Regions from separate parts of the Gossypium hirsutum genome. Here region 1 is linked to region 2. Evidence: chromatin contacts called from public Hi-C data. All regions are on one chromosome and are shown on one strand. Each heading gives the region's core, a stretch centred on a gene start, on an enhancer-like site or on the middle of the called end of the contact. The rest is flanking DNA. Distances are from core to core; before and after follow the strand shown.

The links. A called contact is a pair of places that touch in the nucleus more often than the background predicts.
Region 1: a contact with region 2 is called in a Hi-C map of leaf, with 3 times the contacts expected there. The contact joins the promoter of LOC107893495 here to the promoter of LOC107893499 in region 2. A contact is called at or near these places in 8 of 34 Hi-C or Micro-C datasets (anther and leaf).

The regions. Positions count from the first base shown.
Region 1 is chrA13:105,404,217-105,410,211 of Gossypium_hirsutum_v2.1, forward strand. It overlaps LOC107893495 (pectin acetylesterase 12), which reads right to left and starts at 3,891. Exons shown (of 12, transcript XM_016818507.2): 1 at 3,263-3,891; 2 at 2,587-2,669; 3 at 2,354-2,483; 4 at 2,178-2,251; 5 at 1,495-1,581; 6 at 1,195-1,319; 7 at 1,037-1,097; 8 at 820-873; 9 at 654-731; 10 at 401-506; 11 at 162-307. The coding sequence starts at 3,449.
Region 2 is chrA13:105,205,407-105,211,841 of Gossypium_hirsutum_v2.1, forward strand. It overlaps LOC107893499 (G patch domain-containing protein 8), which reads right to left and starts at 3,746. Exons shown (of 8, transcript XM_016818511.2): 1 at 3,511-3,746; 2 at 2,678-2,759; 3 at 2,194-2,389; 4 at 1,672-1,826; 5 at 1,285-1,428; 6 at 1,055-1,158; 7 at 744-906; 8 at 1-108. The coding sequence starts at 2,749. The coding sequence ends at 31.

The sequences.
Region 1 (5,995 bases), core at 2,641-5,140, 200 kb after region 2:
CTGCCACATTATCAATTGCATAGTCATTACATATCCTCCTAGATAAATGCTTTAATATACCACAACAAACAAATTCAAATCACTACGATCAAAACGACCTTGGTAACTTTCATGTTACGTAAATTTCATGAAATGTGAAAGGAAATGTTTTTTAGACATACCTTGTTTCTAATTTCAGGAGAATTATCAGCAAACCATGTGTCTTGCCTTTCTGATTGGCAGTGAGCAAAACATGAATTTATAAATAATCCATTCTGTCTCGACATTGAGAACCCTTTTATAGCATTAAGCATCTGTGTCCGGAAGCCTGGTTCATAATCAAACAAGAGATTTGCTTAAGCTTGCCTAAATATGATCTATCATGTAAAATGAAAAATCAATTTCACACATAGGTAATCACCTTGTAAATACCGGAGCTGAGAAGCAGAGCATTTTGCATGGTTCAATCTGCAATCATGCCAATAACCATGTGGATCCGCCGATGGTGGAGCAATACTGGATTGAATCTGATTTCAAGAAAGCAAACCAATTAATTTGTCTAGTTTTCTTAATCAAATTTGTACAGCTCTCTAACGAGAGCGCACCAATATTATATATCATCTTGTCCTAATTTATAAATTGATAATGCTATTCTGCAGGACAAGGATCATTACCTGCCATGAATCATATGCTGCGTTAAGAATAAACAGTGGAGTCCGGATGTGGTTGATTACATTTTGAGGAAAGAAACACTGAAATAAGGAAGTTTCATGTGTCAAATTCACATGATGATTCTTGTCAATCACTTAAAAGCAAAAAAGCATGAAAATGGATACATACCGAAGTTGGATCGAGGTGGTTGGTGCATATACGTGGCAGGTTATGTTGCACGCCCTGTGATATCAACAAGAAACAAGATTTGAGCATTAAATAGTCAAACTGTGTTCCCAGTCTTAAATTATTTATAGCTTGTTTTGTATTTGTCTACATGTGCTGTTCGTCAAACCCTTTGGCACCAATAGGAAAAAAGTGAGAATAAAACTTATAAATCTCAAACCTGCAAGCCAACCACGCCGCTGTATAAACTCCTAATTGTGTGACCACCAGAGACATCAACCCTATAGTCCAGAGAGAACATAATGAATATATATTAAGAACCGAGGAACTGTCTTACTGGTGCTTAAAACAAGACCCTAAAACGATAACCTTACTTACGCATCAAGGAATAGACCAGCATCACTAAGGCATTTAACTCTTGTGGTTCTTGGAAACAAGTCTCTAAACTCGTCACAGTGTAAAATTGCTGCCAGACCCCCAGCAGAACACCCCGAAAGAAGAGCCTGAAATTTTAATTGTTCTTTTTTACAACAAAAAATAAATATGAAAACGCGGTGAGGCATAGCCTAATGCCTAATTTTTGCCATACTTTAACCTCCAACCATATGAAAATAGAAACCAACATATAGGAAAGTAACTCTTTTTGAAAGAAAGTTACAATCTTAAATAAAAGCAAACCTGATTTGCGTAGCGCATTCCTTTTGACATTAAATCTTCCATTCCAGCTAACCATATACGTTGGCCTCTAAATTGCAATTGTGCACCCTAAACATAGAGTAGCCTAATCTTTAAAATATCATAAAGAAGAATAAATCCAACAATAACCTCACAAAAGTAGATGCATGTCCAAACATCTACAAAGAATATGGAGTCAATTATTTGAATCACATGGAAACAATAGCTAAAATCCAAAAGTGATGCAATTTATATCCATCCATGAGTCTACTATTTTCTTATAGAAAACATAAGACTCCAAATAAGCTTTAAAAGCAAAACAAACACTGACTAGCAGATAAAATGTTTCCAAGACAGTCATAATAATAAAATTAACGACAAAAGACAGGTAAATATAGCTTATAAGACACTGAACTTCTGAGTAAGTGAAAATGGCTTTCCAAGGTCATAATTTGGCTGTCAGTGGTGACTTAAAGTCCCACTTTTCTTTTATATGGCTTCATCTTATTAAATCCACATAGAAATCAAAACTGACATTCAACAGTTGACATCAAATTCGGTTTCTACTTGTAGAGCGTTTAAGAGTGAATTTTCCAAAATACCAAAAGTCCAATTGGAGTAATCTGTTATTGATTTGCTATGGACTCAGTCTTTAGTTACTGGTTAAAACCAAATATGCAGACTACCTTATTTTCGCTGTCCCCAGTAAAAGAGGCACCGTCACAATAACGAAGCTTTACTCGGTTCCAATTGAAAAAGTCTGCAATTTTAAAAACAACATAAGATGATGATCAGGAATGGTAATACTTATAGAGTTTACTTAGCATGAATGTTTTCTTGAATATAAAGATGAAGAGGAAACCTGGATTTTCTTCGGCTTTTTCACTTAATATTCCAGTAAATGGTATCTGCTTTTCCATGTAAGTAGAAGATCCGCGTCTGGTCTTTTTGCGGTACACACAAGTTCTAATGTTATTGCACCATCCTCCTCCCTGCCACAACACAATTGGCAATGAAATATTAGAATGCAATGCATCCTAGAATATATGTATAAAAATGTATATATTTCCATCATTTCTTTACTCTCTCACAGACCTCCAATTGAATGAGCCAGCTATTTGCTCCTGATCCATATCCACGGTGCCAATGATACCCCGGCAAGGTTCCATCCAGACACACTGAATAATTTAAAGACGGAAATAGAAACAATTAAATTAGGACAAAATGCCAAGATAGTTTCAGTAGGCTAAAACTTCATTAATTCTCAGTATATGCGTGTGCAAAAAGTGATTTGCAGGCTGAAGAAGATGAAGGCAGCAGATGAAATCATTACCAAAAAAAAAGGACCTTTACAGAAGATTATGAGGAGAATGCAGATTGACAAAATTTAATCATAGTTATCATTACAAGTAGAATCATATGGACAATATAATATAATATCAGAAATGGGAAAATACAAGTTATAATGCAGTTGAATCAACAATCACAGGCTGAAGATCTGATGTCTTATCTTAATAATTAAATATTACTAATTGTTTTTCCCCCTAAAAACTATATTGGTAAAGTATAATAGAAGTAAACAATAAATAAACATGGCAAAAGAAAAAGGTTGCAGAAGCAAACTTCAATTAACAAATAAAACTCCATAGCTGAAACATAACAAGCATAATGCTAAATTATTAGTGTTATTTTTACAAAACCCATTTTTTTTAAAGGAAAAAAAATCTAAATCTGGAGTAAAATATAAAGAAATAAATAGTTGGAAATGTACCAGCTCCTTTAGCACCAGCAGTATGAATAAGAGTGAGGCCAACCATGAGAGGATTATAATTGATTTTAGAGACTCCATATTCCAAAGACTCGATAAGAGACAGCTCAGTTTCATTAAAATCAAAGAAGGCAGTAACCAGTTGAGCAAAAGCAAATGGTAAAACAACCCAAACCCACAAAAGCTTCATCTTTGCTTTTTTCCTTCTGCTTCCCAAATGTAAAGAGAAAGAAAGAAAGAAAGAAGATGAAGGAAAAAGAAAAGAACCCAAAAGCTTGAAACTTGAAGATGCTTTCCTAAATGTGCCGGAAATGCCAAATGGAATCTAAGAGTAGAGCTTAATTTAGAAGAATAATAATAAATGAAAAAAGAAAAAGGGTTATTTATTGTAGTTAAATTAGATTTAGAAATATTGCTCTTTTTAAAGTAGTAACTGAAGCACCAGATGAAAACAGTTTATACATACATGCATATATGTGTGTGTGTGTGTGTGTGTGTGTGTGTGTGTGTGTGTGTGTGTGTGTGAAGCAGGCGCAGCAGCAAGCAAGTAGATTTGCAAATTGAAGGAGCTGTTTAAGGGATATTGATTGGAGAGAGAGTGAGATGCAAAATGCAAGGCACAGGGGACACCTACTACACGGCACTATAGTGTTTGTTTTGCCGGGCTTTTTTCGAGATTCATATTTATAATTATAGGTTAAATTTTTTGTGAGGTCCCTGTATTATAAGTACTGGATCAAATTAATCCTTTTAATATGAAATACCTACCCCACTAAAAAGAATTAAATAAGTTGGAACTATAACAGAATTAACATTTGATAAGGCTGATATTGGTTCTTTTCGCTCAAGTTTTTTGGATTTTTTGAATTATCTATCCTAATTCGGTTAAGCTCTATTCAATTCTTCTTCTTTTTTCATATTAATTTTTTATTTTTAATTTTTAATTTTTTTTGACAATTTGATCTTTACTTTATGGCATTTAAATATTATTTGATACAATTTCAAAGTATTTTTCATAAATATTTTTTTAAAAAATTATTTTTAAGAACTTTTAAATTATTTTCACTATTTTAAATATAAAATATTTATTTATATATAATAAAAAATTAAATAAAAAATTATGTTCGATTTAGTAATCACGATTTTTAAATTTGCATTCAATAAACCATTTAAACACTTTGATTTGAGTCGATTTTTAATTTTTTAATTTTTCTTGATCAGCCCGTAAAGTATAAAAAATATCTTGATTTTTTTTCAATTTTAGTTTAATTGTAAATAAAAGATTTTATTTATAAAACCATAAAAAATTTAACTTTCTTAAATAATAAAATAATTATTTTTAATAATACAATAATTAAATGTAGGACTAATTTTATCAAATTCTTATAATAGAAGGATGCATTCACCTATAATTACACTACTATTATAATTAAATATAATACTGCTCTTGAAGGAGGAGGAGCAGAAGAGAGAGAGAGAGCGCATGGAATCTTTAGGAAGGCTGTGAACAGTACACCAAAACCTGACCACCGTCTGATTTTCAAGATAAAAAAGTAGATGATGATTGATGAAATCTTAATATTGTCTATTATTATATAATATGAATGGACGAATCAATGAATGAATTCAAAGGAGACTATTATTATATATTTCTTTTTATTTTTTGGGTTATTAAAAGGATTTAGACTTATGCGAATGCAGTTGCAGTTGCAGTACTGCTCTTCTGTAGTGGCATACAGACATACACAGTTGCTTTTTTTTTTTTTCCTCTTTTGATTTTCAATTTTTAGATTTTTTTTTTTAAATTTGTTTGTGTGATCTGCTTCATGTTTGTGCCTAACCCCCCCCCACCAGCTTTTGCCTTACAGTTGTGCTTTGATTTTTATACTAAAGTCACCTAAAACATCATTAAATTTAGTTCACTTAAAAAAATATTATACTATTTAGCCCTTAATTTAGCATTAATTTTTTTAAAAAAATAAAATTGATTGAGCAGTAGCTTAATTAACATGGTATTATTGCTAGTATAGGAGGACATAGGTTTAAGAAAACTGAAACACATTATCTTCTTATTTAAGGGTTGAGGAGGAACTAAAAAATAAATATGAATGAGATTGATAAAAAAATACAATATTATTAAATATTGAAATTTAGGGTTAAATTTATTAGTAAAATGAAGAATATTTTAATTTTAATTTTAAAAATATTATTATTAGGAAGAAGAACTATAAATTGATAAAATAGATAAATAAAATAAAAAGATCTTCTATTAAGAGTTAAATTAGATTTTGTTATTTTTATTTAAAGAAATGGGCAAATTAGATTAAAAATCTTTAACAAAAATTTTATCTATTTGTATTGTTAAGGTGTGATTATTGAAATAACCAGACAATTGCATATGACATCTCACATGTACCTTATTTCAACGTGTAAAGATCAAATTTTAACAATGAAATTTGATAAAATTTTTAATAGAAAGAATATAAAAAAATTAATTTACCTAATTTTTAAATAAATAAATAAAAACACAGATTACGTGAGGCAGGTATTGAGAGGGGTTTGACTGGATTCTTATAGGTACATGACGAAGATTGGTATTAGCATTGAGTAATGGCTCTTTCCATTTTAAGTCGAAAAAGAGATGCTTTGCGTAAACGCAAGTGTAAGGTCTTGTAATTTGTGATGCTTCCCTTGCTGCACGTAAACCTACATTCCCTCCAATTTATCTACAACACT
Region 2 (6,435 bases), core at 2,496-4,995:
ATGCCTAAGAAGATAAATAGCTAACTATATCTATTCATCATCACTGTCATTCCCAAAAACTGATGCAACAGCTACTTTTGGTTTCTTCACTGCACTACCAGATGCATTCTGCAAAATGAGGGGACAAAGTTGAAGATTGTCACAGGCATGTTCAAAGTCAACTCGACTAAAACTTTAAACTAGCAACAGATTAAGGATTTGAATTTCCAGTCCGTTGTTTCGTTACATCGCTATCACTTAAGTTATTATGGTTGCAACCGTATGAAACACATCAAATGTAGATCCCACATAATTTTCTCCTCAACCTGAAGCCACTCATCTACCATTCTATGTCATAGTACATGCACTGTAACATCACTGTGACCAAGAAATTCACTCACACAAGTTCACTCTCACTGCGAACAATGAAGTCATTAATGGGACAGAGACAATTGATAGAAGTAAAAAACTCTTACGTTACATGATCAGACACAAAAAGGTTTTTGAGAACGGAATGCAGAGTCATTAGAGAGTAGGCCATAAAATTTAATTTCAGACAGCCAGATTATTTTCCTACATCACATGGATATTCTGAATTTATATATGTCAGAATTTTCTTCAGTATTCAACAATAAAACCTAGCACCCTAGATGATATATGTTCTAACATGCATACTTATGGATGCATAATAAACAAAAATGCAGTTTATTGCTAATCTCAGTACCTGTCAAGCACGCATAAAGTGTTACTCAGTAATCACATACCTTAGAGCTGCTGCTTTTAGAAGAAAAACCAAACTTCAATGTCTTCCGCTGCTCCTGATCAGCAAGTGCAGTAGCAATGGCAGAAGCAGGAGCAGGAGCAGGAGTAGTTGCAGGCCCAGATTCCTCCCGGGACTCCTGCTGCTGCTGTTTACGAGCACCAGCCCTATACCACATTAAAGAAAACAAAACGAGAAGACATAAAATGGTTAATAACTGATTAGCATCACTATAACATGCAGCTCAAATAATAAAGTAAGGCAGAAAATTATTTCAAAAACCATGGAGATATAAAAGCTCAATTAATTAGATACATTTGAGCAAACTTAGCCATCTCTCTTTCCTGGCGTTGCTGCTCTCGCTTTTGTCGATCATCACGACTGGAACTACCATGCATTTCTCTCATTTCTTTAAAGCGCTGCAAGCAAATAACAAATGATGTTACAGGTTAGACAACATTGAAAACTACCTAAAGATCAAAAGTAGGGAAAGGAGCAGTCCATGTGTCTGTTTAGGGAGGGAAAGAGAGAACTGGGCCATTTACCTTTCTGTGGTTGTGATCATATGAACTCAGATGGACCTCAAATTCCATAGCCAATTTGTATTGCTTGTTGCAAAGCTCACAATAGAACACCTTGCGTATTTCTTTCACCTCCGTTTGAATTTTCTGCTCACGTTCTGCTAACACCTGGATTTTCATAATGTGCACGAAGCAGGCAGTAGAAGCCACCAGGTAATAAAAACTGCATGAAATTGACAAGAGCTTCCGAGGTTGATGTTCCCCTATGATATACCATTCCGATCAAAAGACACACATATATGCTATATGCTGCCTTCTGCTAATGGAGGTTTTCACAAAATGTAAAGCATCAACCTCATTATTATCTAGCGCTGAAACTTATAGTGATTATCTACAAGTTGAAAATCATACCTCTCGTTTCTTGGCATGTTCCTCAGTCTCCTCAACCTCAATATCTAGTTTCCTACGCTGGATATTTTCTTCAGCAGTGAAGAAATCATCTTCTTCTTGTTTTCCAATCCCTAACTTCGGATCTCTAATCCCAGATCTTATAGGCTCAATTATTCCTGGTAACCAGAAAATAATTGTTAACGATAAACAAATAGCTTGAGCAATGGAATGGATGGCCAGTCAGGATTCTGAGTAATCAAGAATGAAAAAAACACAACAGCAAAGAAACAAGTTAATAAAATTATGTCATAACCTAATAAAAACTATTGGAGAATGTCAAGCCCAGAACTTAAATAAAATCTAAGCTGCATTAGGAAATTATTTGCATAGTAATCATGGGCAAAATTACTAAGTTCATGTTAAATTGCAGCTTCATATTATTTATCCCAGAATATTTTCCAACTAGTTAGATGGCAAATAAAAAAAGACCCATAATGGAGAAGGAAAATGCAGTTCAATGATAGGAATTTAACACTAACATACCCTGTTCATCCTTCCCAAGACCCTTTCCTTTCCAACCCATTTTTTGAAGAAGCCTAAACCCAACATTTGAAGAATTCAACTTTGTATCTAACGTTGCTTGCTGAACATTATCCAGATCAACATTCTCCGTTGGCTTGTGATTGATTGGCAAGCGGAAATCTTCAGCCAACTCCTCAACAAGAGAATCTTGGTATGCCTATTCCAGAAAGTGCAGATGATAAAGCTCAATACATCAACAATCATAAACATTGATGACAAAGTGGGCATATATATCAGAAATGTTATTGTATCTTTACAAGTACAGAACCATAGTAAGAATACTCAAGAGTAGATTTTTACAAGAAAGGAGTTAGATAAGTCAGTTGATTTTTTTCGATTATAACCTCCTCTTAAAACAACAAAAGTAGAACAGTGATTGAAGAGATTCAACCCGAGTATAAATGAATCTAAATGGATGTGAAATTATAGAAATGAGATTGCCTACTTGCTCTTCTGAAATTTGCTGTTTAGTTCCAAGGTTTGCCTCCTGAGAACTGTTGTATCTTCGGTAGTCCATTTTATACCACCTACACCATGAGAGAACAAAAAGCTAGTAAGTTAATCAAAGATGTCATTAGTGGATGAAATACAGGTGGGAATCACGATAGAAAACAAAGGTGTTCAACGTTCCAGCTAACATCTTGTTTAGCAATTAAGAAAACTTATGTTAATTAAAAACTAAGCTGCAATTGAGTGATTTGAGGCATAATAATATGTAATAGAAATAGTCATAATATTGCAATATCATCGACGTAGTTGGAGAAGAATAGGTGAAAATTTTTTTAAAAAAAGAGAAGCAATTGCGACATAATTAGGAATTAAAGTTGATCCCATATGCAGTCCAAGTAAACAATCAGAAACTTATATTCATAGTGTCCATCAAAGAGAGCAGAAACACAAGTTTGAAGGTGCCAATAAGCATTTGGAGGCAATTAAGTGAGCAGGTCGAAGACCCATTGTGGAATAAGGGTTTTTTTATAATTAGATTCGATCTCCAAGCTGAAAGAACAATCTCTAAGCAAGAATCATCGTTAAGAAAAAGAGAGAGAAAACTTTAAGAACCATAAGCACCAAAAAAAAAAAACACCATGATAAAGAAGACAGAACCAGATCCCACAGCCTCCCCGGCCACTACCAAAAGTAGCTTAGTGAATAGGCAAAGGAAAGAGATATCAAAGCGAAGAAAGCATTAATCTGGCATGGAATTCAAATAAAAGAAACTAGGGATTATATATTACACAAAAAATAATAGCTAGAAAAGAAAAGAAAAAGCAATACCGGAGCAGATAAAGAGAGAGAAATGGATGTGAAACGCAGCAACTGGTGCCGGTGAGATGAGACCTTCTTATTTTTCAGCTCTGCGGCTTCAGCTTGACCTTCTTTAACTTGGTAGGGTATTGATGAATGTATGAAAAGTACTCGATTTGATTTCTTAATTGATTGGAAAAATGAGTTTAAACAGCGTTAGCGTATGTCTTTAGGCTCTGATCTTCTCTGCTGGATAATGATTTCCAGAAATCGCCGTTGAGGCCCAAACATATAATTATGAAAGTAAGCCCAAACATTGACCCCAAATGACTACATCCGTCAATTCTAACCCGAATCCGAAAAATTCAATCAGATCAACTCAAACCTTATTTGACTTGAGTTAATCATAAAAAATTCAATGATCCAAACTAGGCCTACCCAGTCTGAACCGAAAAATGAGAGGATTTTGGTAAAAATATAAGCTCAAAAAATGAGTTTTGACAAAAAAATAATACCGTTGTAGAAAACTAGTCGAGCCTCAAGTAAGGCTTTTTTGGCCTGAGCCCAGCCCGAATATGCATAAAAATTATTGTTTTTCTTTTATTGTTTTCTTGATCTCTTTTTTTATCATTTTTTTGTTATTTTTCACTATTTTACTACTATTTTGATGTTATTATATAACTCTTAATTTTATTGTTAATTTTATTACTGTTTTAGAGACATTTGTTTGTTAAGTTGCACCTGTTATTTAAGTATAAATATTTTTTAATTTATTTTAATTTGCTGGGAAACATTTATTTTAATGTTTTTAATATTTTTGAGATATTATATTATATAAAAAATTTAATATTGGTAGGCTGGGCCTAAATTTTAGTATTTTTTATATATGAGTTGAGTTTAGACAAAATTTTAAGTCCATTTTTTAGGTCGGACCAAACCTGAGCCTGACAAATGAGCTTAAAATTTTGGTTGGGCCCAACTCATAAACAACTCTAATCCAAACCTATCCAATACAAATCATAACTTATCTAATTCAAACAACCGTAGCATCAAACTCTAACCCAAAAATGTTCCAAGCTAAAACTATAAAAAATTTAGGATAAATTACACCCAAAGTTACTAAACTATTATAAAATTTATTTTTTCGTCACCAACTTCAAAAAATTATAAAATAGTTATTGAACTATTCAAAAGTTTTCATTTAGTCACTTAGATATAGAGGTGCTCATGGGCTAGGTCAAGCTCGGGCCGGACCTAAGTATGATTTTAACATATTTCATGCTTGCCCAAACCTGACCCGACCTAAAATATAGGCTTCAAATTTGGCCCAAACTCGCCCATATTTGTAAAAGACTAATCCAAACCCATTTAGGCCTGCCCATATTATTTTTTTAATTTTTTCAAAATATTTATATTATATTATTTTAATATTTAATAAATTCATATATTTTTTATTTATTGAAAATTTTTATATAATCATCTTAACATTATTTTAATGTTTACATTAGAGTAGTATTATATATTTAGTATAGGTTTATTTTTTTAATGTGTTCTAAATTACATAATATATAAAAATAACATAATATAAAGTATTATAAACTTAAAAACGGGTTAGGCTAGGATCGGGCCTTAAATTCAAGTTCAGCCCATATTTTAAATGGGCCTAATATTTTTGGCCAAGCTCATTTTGCGGGCCTAATATTTTTACTCAAACCTTCCCAAATTTTGAGCAACCCTTCGGGCTTAGACGAATTGCCCGACCCATGAACAAGTCTACTTAAATAAAAACTCTTGAATAATTCAATGATTTAAATGAAAACTTTTGAATAATTTAATAATCATTTTGTAACTTTTTAAAATTAAATAATTAAAAAATAAAATTACTAATAATTTAATAATATGATATTTTAAACCTTAAATTGATACCATTCGAATTAACTTAACTCAAAATATCTCCATGCTTTTAATTAAAATTTGAACTTATGCCCACCAATAGAGATGATATCAAATTGAATTCAGATCAATTATGAAAAAGATTTGTGATTATCCTATGGTATTATGATTCAAACCAAAAATCAAATTGAATTCTACCGCTTTAAATTAATTCAGTTTGTTGGTCATTTAAATCAATTTAAGGCATTCAAATCTACGTCTTCTTAAAATTCATTCAGCCAATATTTCAAAGTTATTTTTACTATATTAGTTACTATATTTAAATATATAAAATATTTATATTTAACTTATCAAAAATAACAAAAAATATAAATTAAATAAAAAATAAATTTCAATTCAAATTAATTTAAATAATCACAAGTTTTTATCTTTTAAACATCAAACTGAACTAAACAAAAAAACATTTAGATCATAACGGAATAAAAACTAGTGTTTTTAGAATCGGATTAAATCGGTCGATCAGATTGATCGGATTAAGATACTAATTTAAGAAAGAGAAAAAATCGATTGATTCGTAAAAATAAACAAATTTATTGAACAATATTTTATAATTTTTAATAATTTATTTGATTTGATTTGGATGAATACATGATAAAAATAATGATGATATGTGCATTTGGAAAACAAAAGCAAACAGTTTCTTCCTCATCCTTGGCCATCAATAAGTGTAGCAAGATGCTGTTGGGGTACCAATTATATCATTGATACTATATACCAGCAACAAAACAAAAACCAATGGTATGGAAGGAAAGGCAAGATGAATACTAATACAGGTATATAGTGTTACAGTATTGCCAAGTTGGCAATCATTTTAATTCTCAGCAATGGAGTGGTATATGGTATGGAACAATTTACAGGCAAAGACCCCAGACTTCAGGTTCTTATCTCCCAACCATTCCTTTCCTTTTTCTTTTTTTCCCTTAGTCAAACAACCAAACCAAGCCAACGGACCACAACACATGGGTTGGATGTATGAAGTCCAACACCACCACACCCCCTTCA